4 separate regions of the Mus musculus genome follow, and all the other regions are linked to region 3. Evidence: chromatin contacts called from public HiCAR-type and promoter capture Hi-C data. All regions are on one chromosome and are shown on one strand. Each heading gives the region's core, a stretch centred on a gene start, on an enhancer-like site or on the middle of the called end of the contact. The rest is flanking DNA. Distances are from core to core; before and after follow the strand shown. Region 1 holds the start of Paqr4 (progestin and adipoQ receptor family member IV). Region 2 holds the start of Zscan10 (zinc finger and SCAN domain containing 10). Region 3 holds the start of Ppp2r1a (protein phosphatase 2, regulatory subunit A, alpha). Region 4 holds the start of Zfp40 (zinc finger protein 40).

Region 1 (2,700 bases), core at 11-2,510, 2.8 Mb before region 3:
CCTGACCCTTGGGGTCCAGATGACTGAAGCCAAAGGACAAAGGGAATCCAACACCCTAATTCATGGACCTTGATGTGATGGGTGGTGTTTGGTTTCAGGGTTCTTTGCGCCTCTTTTGGGGATGGTCCTGGACTGCTGCCCTCGATGAAAGGTTAGGGGCCAACAAAAGTGATCTAAAGCCGGGCGTGGTGGCGCATGCCTTTAGTCCCAGCACTCGGGAGGCAGAGGCAGGAGGATTTCTGGCCAGCCTGGTCTACAAAGTGAGTTCCAGGACAGCCAAGGCTATACAGAGAAACCCTGTCTCAAAAAACAAAACAAAACAAAAACAAAAACAAAACAAAAGTGATCTAAAGACTCAGTATAGACTTAAAATAAAAGGCCTATTTTGGTAGAGGCTTTAGCAAGTTCTTTGCGCGAGGAAGAACCTGTCGATAAGGGTGTGGGCAGGGGGGCTGCAGGTGGGATGCTGGGTGTCCACACTGTGAGCTTTCTTATGAGAGGATGTGGAAGTTGGTCTTGGGTAGTTTTATGAGGAAGAAGCGCCTTCCTTGTCCCTGCCAGAGTAGAAGAGAACCGACCTTGCTTCCCTGGTCTCCTGCCTTTGCCCGTTCCTTGCCTGTACTGGGCAGGGCTAAGGGTGTGCTTTGTGGGCGATAAAAGGGAGTGAATTGGGTGGAACCCAAGCTCGAAGCAGCCTGGCCGGAAGGGCTGGGCCTCGCTAAGGGTTCCAGGTGCACCACACATCTTAGACGCTTGGGTTCCCCGCCAATGGAAATATGCCTCCAAAGTGGGTAAGCGCCTGCGCTGCTCAGGACTCTTCTGGGGGGTGTGGGGGGTGGTGGTGGGGCGCTTAGCCAGCAGCACCTTGGACAGAGTCTGACTGTGGGTTTAGAGCTGGGTAGCCGGGTTATGTGCTTGAGGTAGGTGCCCAAAGGTGCGGCAACCTGAAGGTCATTAAGAAAGCTGGGGTGTGATAATGTTGGTAGACCCAAGGTGCTAGGCCACTCCAGTGGAGGAGCCCGACACAGAAACTCGCGTCGCAAGCCAACAGCCACTCCACGCAAAGAAGGCTGGAACCGCATATGTTAAAAAGAGAAGGCATGGGCGGTCTCGGGGCGGAGCATCTCCGTCCGCAGAGCCCATTGGTCCCTGCAACAAGAACGTCAGGAATCCAGCGCGCGAAACACAGGCAGGGTGGCGGGGGCGAGGAGCCGGGGTGGAGCCTGCTGTCCCCTCCGGCGTCCGGCCGCGCCCGTCCTCCGGGCTGCGGCGAGACGCCTGGCTGCCGTTGCGGCCAACCGGAGCTCTCCCTCCGCCGCTCTGCTACGGTGGAGCTGAATGCACTGAGCTCCGACCTGGGGTTGCCAGCTTTCTCTCCCTTGCGGGGGCGTCGAACTCGCGCGTGCGCAGCGCGTGAGGGAAGGGGGCCGGGACCTCCTTGCTGACCCGGGCAGGGCCACCGGATAGCCGGAGGTGAATCGGGATGAGCTTCCCAGCGCTGCAGCTCCACTGAGAAGGAAGCCCAGGCGCAGAGGGTCGCCGGTCGGCCGCAGTGCGTGAGGCCATGGCATTCCTGACCGGGCCTCGTCTCCTGGACTGGGCTAGCTCGCCGCCGCACCTGCAGTTCAATAAGTTCGTATTAACCGGCTACCGGCCGGCCAGCAGCGGCTCGGGCTGTCTGCGCAGCCTTTTCTACCTACACAACGAGCTGGGCAACATCTACACACACGGTAGGTGAGCCGCGCCCCGATTCACGCTTCTTGCACTCGCGGCCGCCTTGCCTGTGAGCACAGCAGCCCCCCAAGCTCAAGTCCTGGACTGTCCCTGCTCTGGTTGGGTCAGGCGCCGCGGTGACAAAGCTGCCATTGTCCCAAGCTTCGTTGCCAGCTCCTGCTTTCCCAGTAGTGCCCCAAAGCAGGACAGGGGAGCAGAGTGAGAGCCAGCTTAATCCGGCTGAGCTCTAGGGGTAAGAATCCTGGTATCCCCTTGATAATCCTGCGCCTTGGGCACCCTCCCCCTCCAGCGCTCATCCTGGAGATGGGCGTTCACTGGCTAGGAGGAATTGGAGAGAAGACTGCCCCTGCCTGACCCAAGCCCTTCCTCGCGATAGCCTTGAGTCCCCACGACCATAGCAGTACCGTGGGGCTCCGCTTTCCCCCACCCCGCCCCCCAACACACTTCTTGCGGGCCCCTAGAGCTCTGCTGACACAGCCCTGGCCTGTCCTTGAGCCGCCCCAGCTGGGAGAGGGAACTAGAGCCAGCTAGGTTTAGACTTGGGCTTTTCTCTAGAGGAAGAGCGCTATTGTCTAGTCAGACCCCCACCAAGAGTGGGGCTGATGCCTGCATTTGTCCTCTATTAAGGCAATGCCAACTGGTTGTGGGGAAGGGAGGAATGTCCAAGAAAGGCCAGCACTGGAAAGAACAGAGCTGAAAGCGCCCCAGTGGAGACAGGATAGGCTTCTTCCAGTCCTTTCCCCTCATTCTGGCCTTTCCTGGCTTTCTTTATGGAAAACAAAAAGACCCAAAGCCTCCATCTGCCTGGACATTTGACAATGTTAAGTAACCCTGAGGCTGGTATGTCCCTCCTGTCCTAATCAGAACTCAGGCTGAGGTCATGCTTCTCCAGATTTCTGCAGGACGGACAGACAGACAGACAAGACAGACCTGGTCTGGCCTCCTGTGTGGCAGGGAGGAACTGTG
Region 2 (2,700 bases), core at 163-2,662, 2.7 Mb before region 3:
CTGGACTTAAGTGAAGTACAAAGCTGGCTTGGGCAACTTAGTGAGATTCTTTCTCAAAAATAAAAACACAAAGAGGGGTTGGAGTAGTATCTTCAGGGCCTGTGCCCAGCCAGCACATCGAGCCCTAATTTCTGGCTCACACACACAGGAAACAGCATTGCATTTCGCTGTCTGAAGAAGCATATGAAATATGATATGGAGGCGCTCCAGGCTCAGAGCGTGGCTGCTTTTCCGGAGCTCATGAGACTTCAAGTCCCAGAACTCACATGGCAACTCCCAACTGTTGGTGGGACCCAGTTCCCTCTTATAGTGCGCAGATGCACATTCATACAAACCCTCTGTATATAAAATAAATAAACCTTAAAAAAATAAAAACAATTAGAGAGTGAAGTCACTCTGGCCACTCTGCAGCAGATGCTCGTGAGTTCCAAGCGTTTAGCAGCCCAGTCAGTTGCCTGCTGCTCACTTCATCCCGCCCGGACTCACTTGCTAGATCAACCTATTAATCCTACAGGTTCAGAGAGTCCAAGGTGATTTACTCACAGCTTCACCCGGTGCTGCAATACTGCTTGCTAAAGTGGAAATGGGGTTCCGAACCCACTATTTGCGTCCTACCCCATGAAATTTTGCCAGTATTAGCTTGGAGTATGACAGCATAGATAAGAAAGAGAGAATTCTAGATTCTGGTCAAAGGCCCGCCTAACCACACAGCAGCTGGAATTTCTAGGTGAGGACTTGCCAGAGGTTTCCAAGAGATGGAATTCAGGCAAGTAGGCCTTAGAAAGCCTGTCCCTCCCCCAGGTCTCCAGGACAAAAGGCCTATTAATATGCACCTCTGTAGGGGGTTGGCTGGGTGTGGGGCGAGAAAGCTCTTTAGTGAAATCTGGCCGGTCTAAATTTGTATGTAGGTACTGCTATAAAATCCACCTACACACTAGGGAGCTAGAGTGGTCCTCTGCAAGAAATAACCCCCTTTCTCTGCTAGCAGTCTAACTTGCTCAACTCTGTTAACTTGTTTTTTTTTTTTTTTTTTTTTTTTTTTTTAAGGCAGAGATCCCCTTCTGGTGCTAGGAACGCATGGCATCGTCACTTCTGGGACCCTCCCTCATGTCTCCAAGGCCACAAATGCATCATGCTGTGTGGCCTTGGAGTCTCCAGCACGAGTTACCCGCTCATTATAACCAAGACTTTTCTAGCTCTCAGCCTACCAGTAGGTCCCCCGAAACACCCTTCACTCTCCACAGTGCTGTAAGCCTACACCCCAGCCCTCCAACTCACCACTCCAGGTACCGACGCCTGAGGCCGAGATGTTTGGGGATCCTTGGGAGAATTCAGGGTAAGAGGCAGCGTAGCCTAGTTTGGGAAAGGAATCCCGGGAAATGGAACAGGAAGTTCCCTGCCTGACCCATCCCTTTCAGGTAAGGGGATAAAGGGGCTTCCAGGAATTAACCCTTCACCTCCCAGTCTGGGTGGGGTAAGGAAGAGGGAGGAGCCAGAAACAAACCAAGGGAAAAGTGATGACTCCAGATTCTAACTTTGCCAAGCTTCTGTAAGAGTTAAGTTACTCTAAGCCAGAGCTTCTCCATCTACGCGGAGACAGACTGATGCCCTTTTGGGGCCAAGAGCTTCTGTTTTACGTGCTTGCTGTGTGTAGGCCTCTTTGCTTGGCTTTTCATTCATACAACAAATATTTATCTACATGTTTATTAAACAGCAGGCTCTAAGGACATGGAGCTAAACTGAGGAATGAGGCCCTGCCCCAGGTGGATTTGGGGTGTGGGGGTTGCATTCCAAGGAACAGATGAGACTGCAGTTGTAAGAAAATAAAATAGGTCAATTAGAGTGGAAAACACCTTTAATTCCAGCACTCAGGAGGCAGAGGCAGGTGGATCTCTTATTAGTTCAAGACCAGCCTGGTCTACATATTGAGTTACAGGTTATAGTTACGTGGTGAGACCTTGTCTCAAAGTAGAAAAGGAGGGGGACAGAAGGCAGGTGTGATGGTTTACACCTGCAGTGCTATCTTTTCCAGGTTCAGCTAAGGCTGGAAGAGTGCCCTGAATTCCAGATGGGCTTGGTGTAACAGAGTGAACTTGTCTCAAAAACTCAAAACCAAAGGGATACATCTCAGTTGGTAGAATGCTTTCCTGCCAAGCAGGAAGCACACATCATAAAATTGGGCATGATCGTGCACACTTGTAATCTCTGCATCTGGGAAATGGAGGCAGGCCTCTTTCAGCTAATATGAAGTCTGAAGTCACTGGGCTACATGAAATCCCGCCTCAAAACAAACAAACAAAAACCTGGGCCACTGACTTCCACAAGTAGTCCTCTGACTTCCACATGTGCCCCCACCCAACCTATAAATAAGTAAATAAATAAATGTAGTGAGAAAAAAATTAAAACATACACCGACAAGAAGATGTGATAAAGATGAGTGTTCCTCAGTCCATATAGCTTTTAAAAGTCTCCCCCACCAGAATCCTGCTAGTGGCTTTGTCCTACTAACAGCGCCCTCCGCCTCGCCCCGCCTCTCAGGAGAAGTTACCTCCACAAACCCTTTGGAGCCCACTTTAAAGTCAAACTCTCCCCTTTGCATTGATGGGCTTTCTTAGTTACATGCTCCCAAATACAGAGGAGGATTCCTTCCGGGAATCAGTGGTGCTATCTGGAGTGTCCACCCCGTTCTAGAGTGCACTA
Region 3 (2,700 bases), core at 9-2,508:
AAGAGAAACACAGACTGCCTGAGTCAATTTGCAAAAATTGCAAGATCCAGGAGTACAAATCCAGTCTTGCCAACAATGGAACCAGAGTCACACATAAATACGTAAGACTTAGAGGATAGGCCCAGGTTCAGGAAGGTGACTGAGTGCAGCATGAACAATTCTATATAAAAGGAAAAGCAGAGGGCTGTAGCACAGTGCCACAATAGCCACACCCCCAAAATAATTGCTAACATTTATAGAGCCTTTACATACAGCCAGTTTCATTTTACTACTTTTCCTCGGCCACCGAGGGAAACCAGGACTATTATTAGCCGCTATTTGTAGAAAACAGAAGCCAGGGGCGATGAAATAATGTGCACACAAGGTCATCCTCAGGTGAGAGGATGCGGCCTTGAGGTCTGACCTCTTTTTCAAATCCAAAGCAGTCCGACAACTCTGGGGTCCTGGCTCATTCTTCTCCCATGAACCAGAACTATCAACTCTCTTGGCAGGCCGGCTTGGGACCAGGTCGGAGAACAGGTGGGTCTGTGCACGTTACCCACCCCAGCTACGGCTAGTTAAATCTCAGGAGAGGATACTTTCACCGCCTCCTTCCTCCTCCTTCAGGAGAGCTAACCCAAAATACAAGGTGGAGGTCGGTGAAGAATGGACAGAAATCTCGGTATCAGTCCCCAATCCCAATATCAGTCCCCACTCCTTCCAGTTAAAACGAAAACATTAAAAGCAATGGGAACTCTACCCGGGTCGCCAGGACCCCTGAGGGTTTCTACTCAGCAGGTCACGCGCCCCCGCCGATTCTCTACAAAGAGCCATTCTGAGTCCGCCGCCAATCACCGACTGGCAGGCGGCAACAAGACCGCCACCCTATCTCGGGCCGCCCAGGCCCAGATCTGGGGCGGCCGCGCGCACTCAGGTAGGACCCTCGAGGCTTGCCCTCCGCTTGGCCGGGCACCCAATGAAGGCTGCCATCTCATCGAACCTTGCTATTAAGAAAGATGAGACCTGAATTCTGATTGGCTGCCGCTGCTTTCCGCCACTCCCGGAGAACCCGGAGCCATCGCTCCCACATTCCGCGAAGATCCCCGTCCCCGATCTCCCCCACACACTCTAACGGAAGGATCCCCGTACCTGAACGTCCTCATTGCGGAGTTCATCTATGAGCACCGCAATAGGATAGAGCGAATCGTCACCGTCGGCAGCTGCCATCTTGGCTCCCTGGCGTTTCTATCAGGCAGCAGCGAGCTCCAGGCGGAATCCGGGATCGGGCGGGGCGGTGCCGGGGAAAGGACGCAAAGCGGACGTGGGGGCGCCCGAGCCGCCCTACAGGGGCCGTCCCGCCGCCATTGCCGCACAAGCTCGCGTCTGTTTGGTCTGAACCAACCAAGTCCCGCCTACTTCTCATTCACCATTGGCCGGACGAATGAGATGTTTTTCCCGAAGGACGAGAGGAACCGGAAGTGAAGTATCTTAGTGACCAAGATTGTGCCCGCCTACGTCGCTGCTAGCAACCACGGGAACAAGCAGGTCTAGCTGCCAATGAGAGTCGAGGGTGGGAGGTGGCTAAGATGGCCCCTTGGGGAGAGGCGGAGAAGACTTAAGCTGGAGTCTTGGGAGCTATGCGTGACGTAATGAAGGACATGCTTGTCTGGTTCTGCTATACCGGTCTCTGTAAAGGAGGGACTCCTAAGTAGGGAGATTTGCCTTGCTTGGTTTCTAGGATGCGGTTCTGGGGCTCTTGGCGTTCAAGGCTTTATTACCCACCCCCCTTACCCGGAAGAAATAGAGCGGCCAGAGCGAGTCTTCATCCTGCCGGGGAGCTTCTAGGTAGCTAGTAAAAAATGAACAAGGTCGAAAGTTTTTTGAGGATGGACCTCTGCCTCATAATGAGCTTGGGCGCTGTGATTCACTTAGAAGGCGAATATAAAACTATCACAATCCTTTCTCCTTAAGGTTGAAAATATGAAAGGGAAGAAGGTGGGCATAGCGGGGTTGTTAGATGCTATCAAGGTTGTTAAAGCGTGGCTATTTCTATACTTGATTTTTGTTTTCTCCTTTCGACTCCCCTCGCCTCTCCCCTCCTCCATCATCCTCCCCCCCACACCTCCATTCCTCCCTTCCCCCTTCTTCCTCTCCAATTAGAGAGAAAATTGAGAAAGCACCCTCACAGAGAGTGGAAATAAACAAACAAACAAACAAACAACCCCCCCCCCCTCACAGAGAGTAGGCGTTCCTAAGTAATGATGCAGATCACATATCTCTGGCCCTGAATAGGAAACACTTGGTCTTGTGATAACGAACAGAAGGCATAGCCATGTGTGAAAGTGCACATGCTTTCAATCATGAAACTCAGGAAGCAAAAACTTGTCATCTTTCTGAGATTGACATCATCTTGGTCTACATAGTGACCTCCGGGCCAGTCAAAGGTCTATGGTGTAACCCTCAAAAGACAGCCATACCATTGCCTCATCCCATAAGAGTTAATCCAAATGGTCTGGCTTAGAAACTTCAGTTTATACGCTACCTCACTAAAAGAGTTTGGCACAATGGTACCATTGTCTATTCTTTGTGAGTGTATTTTCTTTTATGATCTCTCTGGCCATTCTTCAGTTTCTTTCCTTTATATGAACTCTTCTATACTGTACTTTATGTGTTTCTGAAACCAATCAACAGAAAACTGGGGAACTCAGGAGAGGCTATGGA
Region 4 (2,700 bases), core at 124-2,623, 2.2 Mb before region 3:
TAGTGAAGGTCTGTGAGAGAAGGATGCAGATGGCTTTTCAGTGTCACTCCAATTTGCATAGTTATGAAAATAATTACCCAGCTTCCCAGTAAAGCTCTCCAGATTGAGTTGTTAATGTCTAAAATTTAAATTATTTCATATAAGTGTTGGATGCACAGTTTAAATTTCACTTCTGCCTTTAAACAGTGCTACTTGTGTATTTTCTTTTAATTCATCATTTCCTTTGACTGAGACATCCCGCTCCCGTACTTTGTCTTCAAGCCTGATATTCTGTCTCCTACCTGTTCTGAGTTATTATTAGACATTGCAGTTTTGATTTCTTGCTTCACTTCAGTTTGGACTTTTTCGATGTTTCTAGCTACTTATTGAATTCAATCTTCATATCTTAAGTCGTCCTCATTTCCATCAGCATTTGCTATCTGCCCCCTCCCCCCAACAAATCATTTTGTTCCTGTCTTTTTTTAGTTCATTTACATGCTCAACCTGCTTTGTTCTCCTTGAATTTGACTCTTGGTTTTTGAGCTATGTATCTTTAAGATACCACTTACAGTGTTTTCCTTAAAGGACACAGCTATAGTTTTTTTTTGTTTTGTTTTGTTTTGTTTTGGGTTTTTTGTTTGTTTGTTTGTTTGTTTGTTTGTCTGTTTTAGGTCAAGGGCATTTTAACCTTAGGTTTACTATAATGTTGGGAGCGGAACAAAAGTCAGAATTTAGGGTGTCGGCTGATTCCTTTTTGCTGTAGTCCAGAAGGCTAGTATCTCAAGATGAAAAGTTAGGCAGAATAACTTCTATCTGAAGACTTCAGAAGCCACGGTCTGGGTCAGACCTGGGTGCAGCGGACTAGATCCAGTTCTGGTCTAGCTGTCAGCAAGCCTGGTAGGTGGGTGGGTGGGACTGTGCTGAGCGTGTGCAGCGCAGCCTGACAGCTAGAGCTGTGTGACAGGCTGTCCAATACTGACTAGGAGGGACCTGCCTCCGCGGAGCGGGGATACTCGCCTGATCAGAAGGCGAGGAAGTTTTTAAAAACGAAAACAATCGGATAGACTTGGAAAAAAAGAAAGAAAGAAAGAAAGAAAGAAAGAAAGAAAGAAAGAAAGAAAGAAAGAAAGAAAGAAAGAAAGAAAGAAAGAAAGAAAGAAAGAAAGAAAGAAAGAAAGAAAGAAAGAAAGAAAGAAAGAAAGAAAGAAAGAAAGAAAGAAAGAAAGAAAGAGAAGAGCTTGGGAGGGGTGGGCTTACAAAAAAAAAAAAAAAAAAAAAAAAAACCCTCACGTAACCGGAACCAGCGTGTGGTGGGCGGAGCTAGGGCGGTGCTCCAAGGAGCCTGCACAGAGTGACAGAAAAATTCACCATTCACTGAGGGACCGGGGAAGCTGCGAGGTCCGGAATCCGGGGTGGAGGACACGGGCTTCTCTAGGAGGGCGTGAAAATTCCAGGCATCCACAGGTGCCGCGAGAGGAGTCCTGAGAAAGTCATTAGTCAACAGCGCTGTAGCTTGAGCCTCAGCCCGGCAGCCATAGAACGCCCAGGTCAGAGGAGCCGCGGGGCTGGGAAACGGGCGGGAGCAAGGGTGGAGGCTGCTCAAAGGAAGCCGCTCTCACAATTCTGTAGTAGATAATCTTTTAACCATGGATAGCCTACCATTGTCGGGAAGATTGAAATCATATGAACAGGGGTTTATCGTCATTTTTGCATTTATCTTATGCTGGCCAGAATATTTTCATAAAATAATCTGCTAGAGCATTTGCATCATCTGTTGTCTGCAAGCAGGCTTCTCATTGCTTTGTAATAGTTACAAAGCTGCTGGAATTTAAATTCATGCATGCTTTTTTCTAACTTCTGTGTTCTACTACTTGCCTATTTCAGAGATTGTCCTTTGCCCCTGGGACTAAGCACAGCAGAAAGCTTTGTAGATACTAGTCGCATGAAGAACCAGTGCAGATTTGATAGAATCAGAATATACACTGTGACAGAGCAAAACAGTGTAGCGGTTCCTCCATCTTGTTGTATTCCTGCTGAGACCGTTTCCAGGGTTAACTAAAAAATTATTTTCTTGATGGAGAATCCCATGAAAAAAACGACCCAACTCTATTCTAGGTCAGGATGTCCTAGCTAACCTACCATACTTAGCCATTGATTAAAGTTTTTGAGTAACCTCTTCCAGTCAACCTTAGATCCTAGCTGCTGGTGTGCTGGAACCTCCCATCAGGATGGCTAACCTCCTATTTTAGCTACTGTTAAAAACTGCTTGCTTCAAACTACTTACTCTGCAGAATGGCCCCAGCAGCTGCTATGCAAGATGCCTGGATGAGGTCCCTGCCCTTAAAACCCCTATGTTTTGGACATTCACAGAAACACTTAGGTCCCTGAACACTTGGGTGTGGTCTCAACCGGCTGGAATAAAGACTTTGAGTGGGCTATAAACTGTTTGAGTGGTCATCTCTGGCCAGCTACCCATAGCAGTACTTTATTAAATGCCAAAGTTACTGCTGTAAACATTAATGTTTACTAAGCAAATTTTACTCCCTGTTAATTTTCTGTCTTGAGATGTAAGCACTCTATAAATACAGTATTTGGAGTGTAAATACACAATTCAGAAATGTGTAATCATGATTTTATAGTCAGCAAACTCAGTTTAGATTAAAACTAAAATTAGAAAGCATCGTTTCAATAATTGTATTCGCTCACTGGAATCAGAGTAAT

The links. Promoter capture Hi-C pulls out the DNA fragments that hold promoters and counts their contacts. HiCAR-type assays count read pairs that join an accessible place to other places. Capture Hi-C pulls out chosen DNA fragments and counts their contacts.
Region 1: a contact with region 3 is called in a promoter capture Hi-C map of pre-B cells, with 6 times the contacts expected there. The contact joins the promoter of Paqr4 here to the promoter of Ppp2r1a in region 3. A contact is called at or near these places in 3 of 39 promoter capture datasets (hippocampal neurons, liver and pre-B cells).
Region 2: a contact with region 3 is called in a promoter capture Hi-C map of adipose tissue, with 3 times the contacts expected there. The contact joins the promoter of Zscan10 here to the promoter of Ppp2r1a in region 3. A contact is called at or near these places in 4 of 39 promoter capture datasets (hippocampal neurons, liver and pre-B cells), 1 of 484 Hi-C or Micro-C datasets (rod photoreceptor), 2 of 115 datasets of contacts at active chromatin or transcription factors (astrocytes and embryonic limb bud) and 1 of 9 other capture datasets (adipose tissue).
Region 4: a contact with region 3 is called in a HiCAR-type map of astrocytes, with 5 times the contacts expected there. The contact joins the promoter of Zfp40 here to the promoter of Ppp2r1a in region 3. A contact is called at or near these places in 3 of 39 promoter capture datasets (hippocampal neurons, liver and pre-B cells), 1 of 115 datasets of contacts at active chromatin or transcription factors (astrocytes) and 2 of 9 other capture datasets (adipose tissue and liver).

The regions. Positions count from the first base shown.
Region 1 is chr17:23,738,890-23,741,589 of GRCm38.p6, reverse strand. Paqr4 (progestin and adipoQ receptor family member IV) reads left to right here and starts at 1,260. Exons shown (of 3, transcript NM_023824.3): 1 at 1,260-1,730. The coding sequence starts at 1,565. It overlaps Kremen2 (kringle containing transmembrane protein 2), which reads left to right. Exons shown (of 10, transcript NM_028416.2): 10 at 1-391.
Region 2 is chr17:23,599,538-23,602,237 of GRCm38.p6, reverse strand. Zscan10 (zinc finger and SCAN domain containing 10) reads right to left here and starts at 1,412. Exons shown (of 7, transcript NM_001289481.1): 1 at 1,279-1,412. It also overlaps a transcript of Zfp13 not described here.
Region 3 is chr17:20,944,012-20,946,711 of GRCm38.p6, reverse strand. It overlaps Ppp2r1a (protein phosphatase 2, regulatory subunit A, alpha), which reads right to left and starts at 1,258. Exons shown (of 15, transcript NM_016891.3): 1 at 1,129-1,258. The coding sequence starts at 1,206.
Region 4 is chr17:23,191,901-23,194,600 of GRCm38.p6, reverse strand. It overlaps Zfp40 (zinc finger protein 40), which reads left to right and starts at 1,373. Exons shown (of 6, transcript NM_009555.2): 1 at 1,373-1,526.